Regions from separate parts of the Lactuca sativa genome. Here region 1 is linked to region 2. Evidence: chromatin contacts called from public Hi-C data. All regions are on one chromosome and are shown on one strand. Each heading gives the region's core, a stretch centred on a gene start, on an enhancer-like site or on the middle of the called end of the contact. The rest is flanking DNA. Distances are from core to core; before and after follow the strand shown. Region 1 holds the start of LOC111893394 (transcription factor bHLH68). Region 2 holds the start of LOC111893382 (protein NRT1/ PTR FAMILY 1.1).

Evidence for each region. A called contact is a pair of places that touch in the nucleus more often than the background predicts.
Region 1: a contact with region 2 is called in a Hi-C map of seed, with 4 times the contacts expected there. The contact joins the promoter of LOC111893394 here to the promoter of LOC111893382 in region 2. A contact is called at or near these places in 2 of 4 Hi-C or Micro-C datasets (leaf and seed).

The regions. Positions count from the first base shown.
Region 1 is chr8:148,235,891-148,241,663 of Lsat_Salinas_v11, forward strand. LOC111893394 (transcription factor bHLH68) reads right to left here and starts at 1,544. Exons shown (of 9, transcript XM_023889455.3): 1 at 1,054-1,544; 2 at 444-816; 3 at 96-170. The coding sequence starts at 1,304.
Region 2 is chr8:147,967,775-147,973,281 of Lsat_Salinas_v11, forward strand. It overlaps LOC111893382 (protein NRT1/ PTR FAMILY 1.1), which reads right to left and starts at 1,396. Exons shown (of 5, transcript XM_023889450.3): 1 at 1,159-1,396; 2 at 973-1,069; 3 at 652-869; 4 at 13-563. The coding sequence starts at 1,060.

The DNA of each region.
Region 1 (5,773 bases), core at 294-2,793, 270 kb after region 2:
CTTCCTGTATTTGGGTTTTCCACCTTCTGTATTTGTGTGATTGTGAAACAAAGAAAAGGATCGAGAGAGATCTAACTTGAGCTAAGGTAAATTACCTTGAAGGTAGATTGGTTTGACGAAGGTTGAATTTTAGCTTTCTTGGATACCCCACCAGTAGCAGTGCTATTACACTTCATAAATTGAAAAAAAAAGGAAAGAATGAGAAGGTATGAGCTATCAAAATTACGCAAGTTCATGTACTTCTGCCATGAACAGATTAACTAGTCGTTTACCAATTAAATGCTATATATAGTACTTGAACCATAAGTGACAACCAATAAGTAGGAATCCATGGCTAGAAGAGATCGATATCATGTGACTTAACAGAAAAATATGGTACGATCAAGTAGTCGAAAGAAATCTTGATTGAAATCATTAAAAAAGAGAGAGAGAGAGAGAGTTACCTCAGATGAGCGATCTGGAGGAGGGTGTCTTCCATCTGTTTTGTTGCTCATCGTGGTAGAAAAATCAAGCATGTTGTTGCTCAAACTCGAGATACAAGAATTAGGAGATGAAACGGGGATCATTGGATTAGACCAAGTATTTGGTTTAACGCCATGAAAGTCGACGTTGCCGTGGCCATATGATGATCCGTAATTAAGTGAGTTTTCTTGCTTCACTCCGGATTCTACCATGGGATTAATCTGCTGCTGCTGTTGCTGATGATGATGATGAGTATGATGATCATGTAGTAGTTGTTCTTCCCAATTCTCCAGTTTCTTGACTTGTTGCATATGACTCAAAGTTGACTTGTCGTCTTCTCCCACTAATCCGCTCCTATTAAATTTTGTACAAAGATCGGAGTATCAGTCAAACTGTGCATGTGTATGAGTGTTCGATCTATCTTTTTGTTGTCCATAAAGAAGCACAAAAAGACTTAAAACATTTGTACCCAAGGACTTAATTATGAAGAAACCCATGTACCCTAAACTAAAAAGACTGGAGAGATGAGAGAGAGAGAGAGAGAGAGAGAGAGAGAGAGAGAGAGAGAGAGAGAGAGAGAGATTTGTTTACATGAGTAATTGGCTTAAGGAATCAGGAAAGTCGTGATGATTATCATGCCATGGAGAAAGTGAAACTGGTGGTGGTGGTGCATATTGGTGATGAAAGAAGTGGGGTTGTGGAGAAGCAGCAAAGAAGGGAGCTTGAGGAGGAGCGGGTGGCGGGGAAGGTCTGGTGGTAGCCATCATACTCCACCAGTTGTTTGGACCGCCGGCAAGCATTTGTTGCACCGGTGAACTTTGCAACATATTTCCTCTATTCATTTCCCCTCTCAAAAGAAACAAGCATACAAAAGATTAGCTTTCCCTTTTTTTTAACTTTAATATTTTTTTTTCTTGCTCGATCACTCGCTCTCAATTTGTTTTTTTCTTGAATCTCCCCCAAGCTAACACTCCACTCTTTGTAGAAACTTTCAGAGGTCTTCCGATACTTGATTAAGTAGTGAGAGAGAGAAAGAGAGGAGTGTGGTTTTGAATGATGGGGTATTGAGAACCTTTTTTGTCTTTGTATTCTCTCCTTTCTCTCCTTTCTTTATTAGCTTTCTCTTTTCTTTCTTTATTTTTTTTTTCTGTTTTATATATTTTTACTTTTTTCTTTGCTTTTGCTTTATCATCAAAGTAGGGCAGCGAAAAAAGGTCGTGCCAATTCAATTCTACTTAAATAATTAGAACCCTAAGAAAAATCAAATGGTTCTAAATAATATAAATAGAAAAGTAACACTACTTGTACTTCATATATATATATATATATATATATATATATATATATATATATATATATATATATATATATATATATATATATATATATATATATATATATCGAATCGTACATACATGCATGACAAGTTCATACTAACTTCCTATATATGATGCATACGCTCCATTATAATGACCAAACTTTATTCATTCTCATTTTGAGATAAGTTTAGTTGAATCAAAGTATTAGTTCAAAATGTCATAATTTCGGAAGAAATGTTGTGACAAATTCAACAAAGAATAATGAATAATGGGATTTTATTTTGGATAAGTTTTTACGATCCTGTTTGTTGGGTTACATTACAATAAGTAAAGAGCAAAGTAAATTATAGTAAAACCTTTTTCACTCTCTGGCAAAACTTAAACAATTCACCCATTGCTTTGGCATGGGAAAAGTCGAGGTGATCTTCATAATTAATGATAAGTTAGGCATAAAGTTAAACCAAAAAAGATAGAATGGTAAAAGGTGTTTGTATTTATATACAGATTTAAACAAATATTTAACTATGTTTGAAAAATAAATTTTATTTTTAATTTGAAGTATTACATGGTCACTCTTTGTCATAATTATAATAGCCATTTTAACGTCATGCATCTATTTAAAGTATTTCTTGTAATTCGTGACGTAATGATCGAAACGTAGTTCTATTGAATACAAAATAAATTTAAATTTATAAGAAATTCGTAAAGAAAATAGCTTGAGCATTTTTAATTTAAATTTAAAGAAACTTCCGTAGGCGTAAATTATATATAACCCAAAATTTCTATTAAAAAGGAAAATATTTTATGCAAAAGTTAATGAACATCGAGGGAACACTTGAATTCAAAAATTTCCAGCCTTAAAATTCAAAATCAAAATCAATTCTAATAATTATGAGACTGATTAAGCGATCATGATCATTTTTTGTCCTCCTGAAGAGAAATCTAATCTAGATTCATACTACTTTTATTAATTCATACTACTTTTATTAAAGTTGGTTCAAAACATAAAAGTAGATTTCCAATAAATTGATACTGAATTTTAAGGGCATACTTGGTTTATAATGAATTTTACCTTACACTTAAAGTAACATTACAATAATGTTATAGGAAATTAAGCAATCTAATCATATTTTCGAGCTTTTTTCTTTTAAATATTTACAATTTCTTAAGTAACCATTTTTTTTTGAAATAATCACATGCCAAACGGGCCAAATTCATTATTGTATAGCTGAATGTTATATATATATATATATATATATATATATATATATATATATATATATATATATATATATATATATATATATATATATATATATATATATATATAGGAAGGATCATTTAAGAACTCATAGTTTTCCGAGAACCTGAGAACTAAAGGTGGAGCGTTAGATCAAAATTTTGAATGACTTGGATTGATCATGGCATAATTGTAATTATCACTTGTTTTAATGGCATCAAAGACATTTTATAAGGAATTATACGGGTATATTGGGAATTAAAAATATCACTTCCTACCAATTAATAATTAATTTAGTTTATATACCAAACACACACAAACACATAATAATTCTCTCTCTATTCCTCATCAGATCTCTCTTTCCCTCTCTCTAACTCTCACGTCCTTATGCGTCTCCATCATCAGTTCGCTGGAGTTCATTGCCATCGTCGACCTCACCTTTGCGTCCTCTGTCGACTGAAGATCTGAACGAAGTTTCTCCGTTCAAACAATCGCCTTTTCACTCTCCAGGTCTACTACATCCACCTTCCATCTCCCACTTCTACCTCTTCCGACGATGAACAACGACTTACAGATCCTTTTTCCTTATCTGTCATTTCATCGATAGCGAATCCACAAGCTAAGAGATCGACGTCGTTCATTTTCATCTTCGATTGCAATAGTAATCGTCAAATCACATTTGTAGATCACTTCGATCTGGCAAGGGTATCTATCTGCCTAACCTCCGAGTTCAAATTTTTATGAGCTTGAATCTCACTCTAAATTTGGTATATGCTGATGAAAATTTAGGTATCATCTGTTTCTCTTGTTCATTCCTTATCTTTGTTTGACCTTTATAAATTGTTTTTGCCTAATCATTAATTTGAACCTATTTAGTCAATATGTTTTTAAAAAGAGTTAAATCCTTGTGTTGATTGTAGGTATAAAAATTGACACATGTGTTATTGAAAAATATAGATATTTTTTTGCACTCAACATGTTCGATGAAATGCCTCAATGAGAAATATCACATGTTAACTTCACTTTGACTTCATGAATGATGAACCAATTCCAGTTTAGGATTTTGTCCAAGTCAACATCGGAAATGTCGATGAACTCGTTGCCAATAAAGTCATTACACGGGTACTAACTATATCATTCTACCTAAAGTGGCTGAAATTTGAGTTATTGTTTTGTATAATGCTGCATGACTGGATAAATCTTCATGATATTCATCAAATAGTTTAAAGGTTAGTGTCTTGATACATTAATCCTAGTTTTTTTTACTTAACTTATTAATACACTGTGTCCAGATTAAGATTAAGTAAAAAAGAAAGTCATAATAGTGGTCTGGATTGATTGAGTTAAAAAAAAGGATCCTAAATCATTGAAACTTAGTAAAAAAGAGATATCCTGTAAATGTTTGAAATGGTTATAGTTGCAGCATATTGAGGTATTGACACCAATGGAGAAACTCTAGTACTATGTTGTCCAACAAAATCTGATATTTCTTTAGCTTTTTGATGTAATAGATTCAAGCAATTATTAAAATGTTGATCATAGATATTTAGCAAGTTCTTATCATTCTGGAACAATATCTGGATTTATGCTCTTGACATCATTTGGAACAACAGTAAGAACTTTTGCAATTTTTTTTTCATTTTAGAATTGGAATAAAAAATACATACTTTTCCAATTTAGGGCAGTTGTAATTGATCTTAGTGCTCTTTTATATATATTTTTCTAAGTTTGTGTTATATTGGAATGTAAAAAGTTGTATCTTTGGTTACATAAAAATTAGAAAAAATTATGTTGGTAAAGAAATATAACCTTTTTGTGTTGTTTTGTTATACAAAAATATTTCATGATCCATTTGTTAGATTAATGTCTAAGTTCATAACTATAATTCGTAAGACTTGACCTGACCCAGCATGGTCCATTTGGGTTGCATGGCATCATGCATTTGGATAGACTATAATGAGAGAAGTAACACTTAAGGTTTGTTAATATATTATAAGTTATAATATATTAATAAGATTATTTAATTAGTATTGATCAAGAATTAATCTACAATTAATTAAGTGATCAAAAGAAGACTAATTAAATATATGAGTTGATTGTGTAAATCATCCATACTTGTATAGTGGGCTAATGCTCCATGGATTGTCAAGTTGGGCTAAAACCCATAAGATGCTCCATGGATGCTCCATGGTGTATTTGAACCCATGGATCCAAGGAAATGGAAAGCCATGACAATTAGGGTTTACCCTAATTGTAACAACTATATAAGATCATATTCTTTGACAAAATCGGCACTATGTGGGTGATAGAAAGGGCTAGCCGATTTTATGAAGTGTGATGTTTCTCTCTAAGTCTTCCAAGTGCATATGATGTTGTGTGAACCATTTGAGGTGTCACACTTGGGGCACTAGGCACTCAAGCTTCATGAAGACATTCTACATCAAAGAGGTATGTACTCTATCTTGTTATATTCATTGTTATGTATGCTAGATTAGGATAATCCCTTGGATGTTCATATTTGCATGTATAATAGAGAAAACATAGATCCAACATATTTAGGGTTGCATGTACATTTAGGAGTGTTAGAATGCTCAAAACCCAACAGTGGTATCAGAGCCTAGGCTTGTTTTCTTGTTATACTTGCAAAAGTAGCTGAAAAAATCGAGTGTTGATGTTGTCTGCCCAGCAGACTTGCCGAGTCCAAGGCAAAATGCATCCAACTCGCCGAGTTGGTTCGTGCACTCGATGAGTT
Region 2 (5,507 bases), core at 146-2,645:
GAAAAAAAATACCGTATTTTGTTCGTGGGTACGATAATCTTGGTACCCTTGTTGTGATGAAACCAATGGTTCGAACTTTTTGATGGAAAAGCAAGATCTTTATTCTTGAAAGATGCGGCAACAACTTGAAAAAAGCCAGTGAACAAGCTCTTATTTGCCTTCACTTTGATATAAAGAGGAGAACCGATGAAAAACATGGTAGTTGAGCATAACATCAACACTGCAGGAATTCCAAAACCTAAAATCCATCCTTTCTCCGTTTGAATATAAACTATAACTGTGACTGATATCATCACAGAAATCCCAACCGAAGCATAGTACCAGTTAAAAAAACGCTGTAGGATTTTTGGGTTTTCTGGATTTTCAGGCTGATCAAACTGGTCTGCACCAAAGGCTAATGAACATGGCCTAATCCCACCTGAGCCTATCGACATCACTGCAAAAGACATGAACAGGAGGGCGAGTTGGAGATGATTTGGTTTTGTACAGCTCTCAACCGTTGGATCACAACTTCGTGGTCTTGCTGCTGGAAATAACGTCGTTAACCACACCATAGTCATTCCCTAAAGAAACACATATTACATCATTGATAATTAGACATTCAATATAAGTGTGAAATTATGATGATATTAGAATGAGACTTGATCTTACAATCAAAGAAACGATTGATCCTATTCCAATCACGCGAAAACGTCCCAAATATGAATCAGATAGAAAAGCTCCCAAAGTAGGCATGAAATTTGAGATGGCTCCCCATAAGAACAAGATGCTTGCTCCAGTTGCGCTGCTTAAGTGATACTCGTTTTTCAGGTACAAGATCATATTTGCACGAAGTCCAACACTCGCAACCCTTTCAAACCCCTCATTTACTACAAACATTTAACAAGAAAATTAACTAAGCAAATTAAAGTTTTGTTATATGATCATTTAATTTGCTTTTTACCACAAGAAGCAAGTAGTTAATTCATGTACCTATGATAAACGGCATAGTTCGAAGACCTCCTTTTTGAATTGATCCTTGTTTAGAGACGCTTTCTGACTCAATCGAAGACATCTCCATGTTCTCCACCTACGAAAATCGCAGGGAAAATCTCGTAATTTTTCCACAATCAACAAAACAAGATATAAATAGTAGCTAGGATCGAGTTGAAAACTAACGAAAACAAATTAACAAAACCGCAGATATATCTCTCTCTGTTTATCAACTTGTGCTTTTTTCTGGATCATTTGTTAGGCATGGTATTGGCAGACAAATATGTTTCGTCAGGAAAAGGTCTTCTATTATCTAGCGTAAATAAACATCCTTGATGATGTTACTTTGATAGCTTAATAAACAAAACGCCATGAATTGAACAAAGCCATCGCCACTGTAGTGCCTGTAAGATTATATATTTCGTTATTTATATTCAGAAGTCTCTATATATTGATGTTACTTTGTATACAACTACAAGAGCTACTTGCCAAATGACATCAAAAAAGACGTCACACGTGTTAGGGATATACATGTACTATATGGTATATGGTAAGTAACGTCTGACAGAATATTTTGTTGCTATTTACGTTCAAATGACATCATGCATGTGTGCTTTGTTACTTGTACTTCATGCATGAACACTTTGTATATTAATTCACAAAGTTTATGTTTTGCTGATTGTACCTTGTCCATCCATACATGTACTATGCGTAAGATGCAACAAAAGAGAATATCTTTGGAGGATTCTCTTTTATGATTGTGGGATTCCTTTTTGTGGGTACGTAATACTGTTTTGAAGCAATATCTACATATATAGTCTTCTTAGTGGGTGTTAGAAATTAAATTAAAGGGTTAAAACTGTTTTTACAAAACCTTTTGTTTATAGTATTGTTAGGTTGTCAATTTTTTAATCTATTATTTTATAATTTATAATTTTGGCCTAAATCTTAAATTTTTTTACGATTTTGTTTCTAAACATTTTTTTATAAATTCATTCTAAAATTAGTTTTTCTTGACAAATTAACATTTTTAAGACTTTTATTACAACCTTTTGTACAAACTTTTTAAATATTTATTTTGCACTTTTTATGAAAAAATTTGCAATATTTTTAACTTTTTCTACAAGTTTTTTTCAACTATTTTAGAACCTTTTCAAACTTTTTTTAGAGCATTTTGAAAATTGTCTTGCAATCAAAACAAAAAATAAAACGAAACCCATAAAACTAATTTTGTTATTCAACCTATGCATTTTCTCTTTCCATATTGAGTTTGAAAATATATCGAGTAATAAAGTTGGGTCTATGGGTTCGATTTATTTCTTTTGTTGATTGTAAAACAATTCTAAAAACATTCTAAAAGGTTTCCAGATCAAAGCTTAGTAAAAGTGTTCGTTTGGATGAATCGGTTCGATCTAATCTAATCAATTGAATACAAATTAATTTTGGTTTTTAAAACATATATCCAAATAGTCCGAATAAAATTCAAATTCGATTAGATCCGATTCAGAATGGTTGGATCGATTTTTATAAGTTGGATTGAAAAAACGGGAACATTTTAAAACGATAGATAATTATATTATTATCCAATTTTATAGAAAAAGAAAAAAAATTATTTAGTTGCAATTTAAAATTTATAAATAACTACTAATAAATTATATTATAGTTTAATATTTTATAGATAAATTATTTTGAGAGAAAATACATATTAATGTTTTTTATTAGGTGAAACATTTTGAACCTATTTGAAAAAAAATAAATTATAAAACTAATAAATAATTATAGATGTATTAAAAATAAATAATAATAAATTGTTATTTATTTTTATAGAATATTCAGTTCTTATTTTATAAACCAAAATCAATTTGAAATCTAAAATAATTATTTAGTTTTGTTGAATACCAATCCGAAAATTCAAATATTCGAACCAAATAGTCTGACAAATTATCTAATTGAATAATTCGATTTTATCCAAATAGTGAATAACCCTAAAGCTTGGTGTCCATAATACTTTTCTAAAATTGCAAGTAAATGAGGATCAAAATTATACTTGGATGATTTGATGATGACCAAGATAATCTTTTTTGAATACAGATCAATATAATAATAGGTATCCCATACATAATTTATGAAAATTTGTTGTTATGGAAGAACGAAGATATAACATTCGGGTAAATGTAACATCCTAAATTTTTCAGAGTTTTAAATGCTATAATTATAAAATTAATTTGGGGATTAACCCGCATTTAATTAAAAATCGGTCCCATAAAAATATTCACAACTAAAACATTTAGTGCTACCAATAAACATCATACAAATCATAGCAATCAAATATAAATTACATCAATATCATTAACAAAGAACCTGGCAAGCTCCACTCCATCTACTATCTCTTAACTTCTAACTTCTATCAATCATCATTTCTCATGAAGTACATCTTGAGATATATGACATCAAAAAGAGATACGTAAGACAATAATGTCTCATGAGATACGTGAGTTTGTGAACCAAAAAATTTATCATATTTTTATCAAAAAGAGTTCATTATGAAAAACATATTTTCAAATAGACATTTTCCATGTTCCATTCTATAACGCCCACAAATTCATGTTAGTCAATTTAGAGATAACATGCGTTAAAAATGACTTTTTGATAGAAAATTATTTTGGATAGATAATTTTAATCAAATTTATAGTATATGTTGCAAGGATTTCATACACATAAGAATGTTGAAATCTGACTTATAACGAAGAAGTTATGACCCGTTGAAGTTTCATGAATATACCGACACAACTCTGCTTATTGTAAAAAGTAAACTTTTGATAAGTTACGTTTTAGCCTTAGTAATCTAAACAAAAGCCGTAGTAGTCGTTAAACCGAGAGCATGCATATAGAGAACGTCGAAATCTAACTTCATTTGAGGAGGTTATGATTTTTCTAAGATTCAGTGTTGTAGTGTACAATCTAAATGAGAATTGAAAATCTCGTTAATAGGAGCTCAATGATATAAAAACTGTCAGAAAACGGACGTTGGATGACAATGTTATGAATTTTTAACGGACTTTAACTATCTAAGACTGTTAAAGTATAACTTTAAAAATAAAGTAAAATTAGCCGAAAGAGTTTAAACGGAAATTATAGATCTCGTCGATAGCTACATATGGATATAAAGAACGTTAAAAACGGATATCATACGTGAAAGTTAGGGATTTTACAATATAATTAATTTTCGGGTTAACAAGAAGGCGACACATGTCGCGATCTGGCACACCCCTTCCTCCTCACAGCTTGCCACCAGAGGATGACATGTGGAAAATCATGCCCATTGTAATTCTTATGTACGCCCATTGGGACACTGTTTAACCCATTACGCCCAACGTAATGTTGCATAAGCCCAACGTACTGGCCATTGGCTAGCTTATAAATAAGGGTCGAATTTCACTATTTTCCTCACAACTTTCCATTATATTCTCTCCCACCCCCTCCACAAGGCCTCAATTCCTTTCTCTAGCACTTCCCAAGTGTTATTGGCGAAGCTCCGGAGCGCCAGAAATCCCCGAGAAAAAGAACTTTCGGTTTAGAACTTCTTCCCATGTAAAGTCCGGTTTTTCGCTAAAATACCTATAAGTTGAGTTATGCTTATCGTGCTTTCAGTATTCGTAACATCCTGTTTCCGGCCATTTCTGATTTGTGGGTCAGAAGTCGATTATGTAAGGCTTTTGGGCTTAAAGAGGCAAAGTTTAGTCATTGTGGAAGGAGGTAATGATACTTAAGAGATTTAACCCTTGAATTGTGTTTTGGGACGATGGGTAAAAGGGAAAAGTCATAGGCTAGTTTCTTGCATGAAACGTGGAATTTTGTTCGAGAAGTTTTTATTCCAAGATATTTAGAAAATAATGTGGGGATCCTCAACACCTTTCTGTGGATATAAAGGATGTCGACATCGTAGTTGAAACAAAGAAGCTATGTCCGTTTGAAGTTAGGACGATTTTAGGTTAAGCCGCATATGTTCGGCGTATAGGGAAGTACGTTGGGCATACTAGGGCATCCATGAGTACGCTGGGAGTACGCGATTAGCGCCCAAACCCTATTTTTGTGGTTTGAGCCCTACTTAAGCTCCTTAACTTCCCCAAAACCATTCCATTCTCAGCCTCCACCTCTCCAACACCCTTCCTTAAAAACCCTAACCCTAGTTGGAGCCTTTTGTGAAAAAGAAGGTGTGTTTGGGTGTAACGCCCGTAGATCAGAGCTAGTCAATTTAGAGACGATAAGCGTCAAAAAAATGAATTTTTTATGGAAGATTATTTAGAAGGATTAATATTAACTAAGTTGTAGTATATGTTACAAGGATTTTGTACATATGAAGAACGCCGAAATTCGTGTTATAACGAAGAAGTTATGACCTGTCGAAGTTTCGCGACAGAACCAACACGACACTGGATGACGTAAAAAGCAAATTTACGTCAGAGCGATATTTAGCCTTAGCGATCTAAAAGAAATTTGTAGAATATGTTAAACCGAGAGTGTGCATAAGAAGA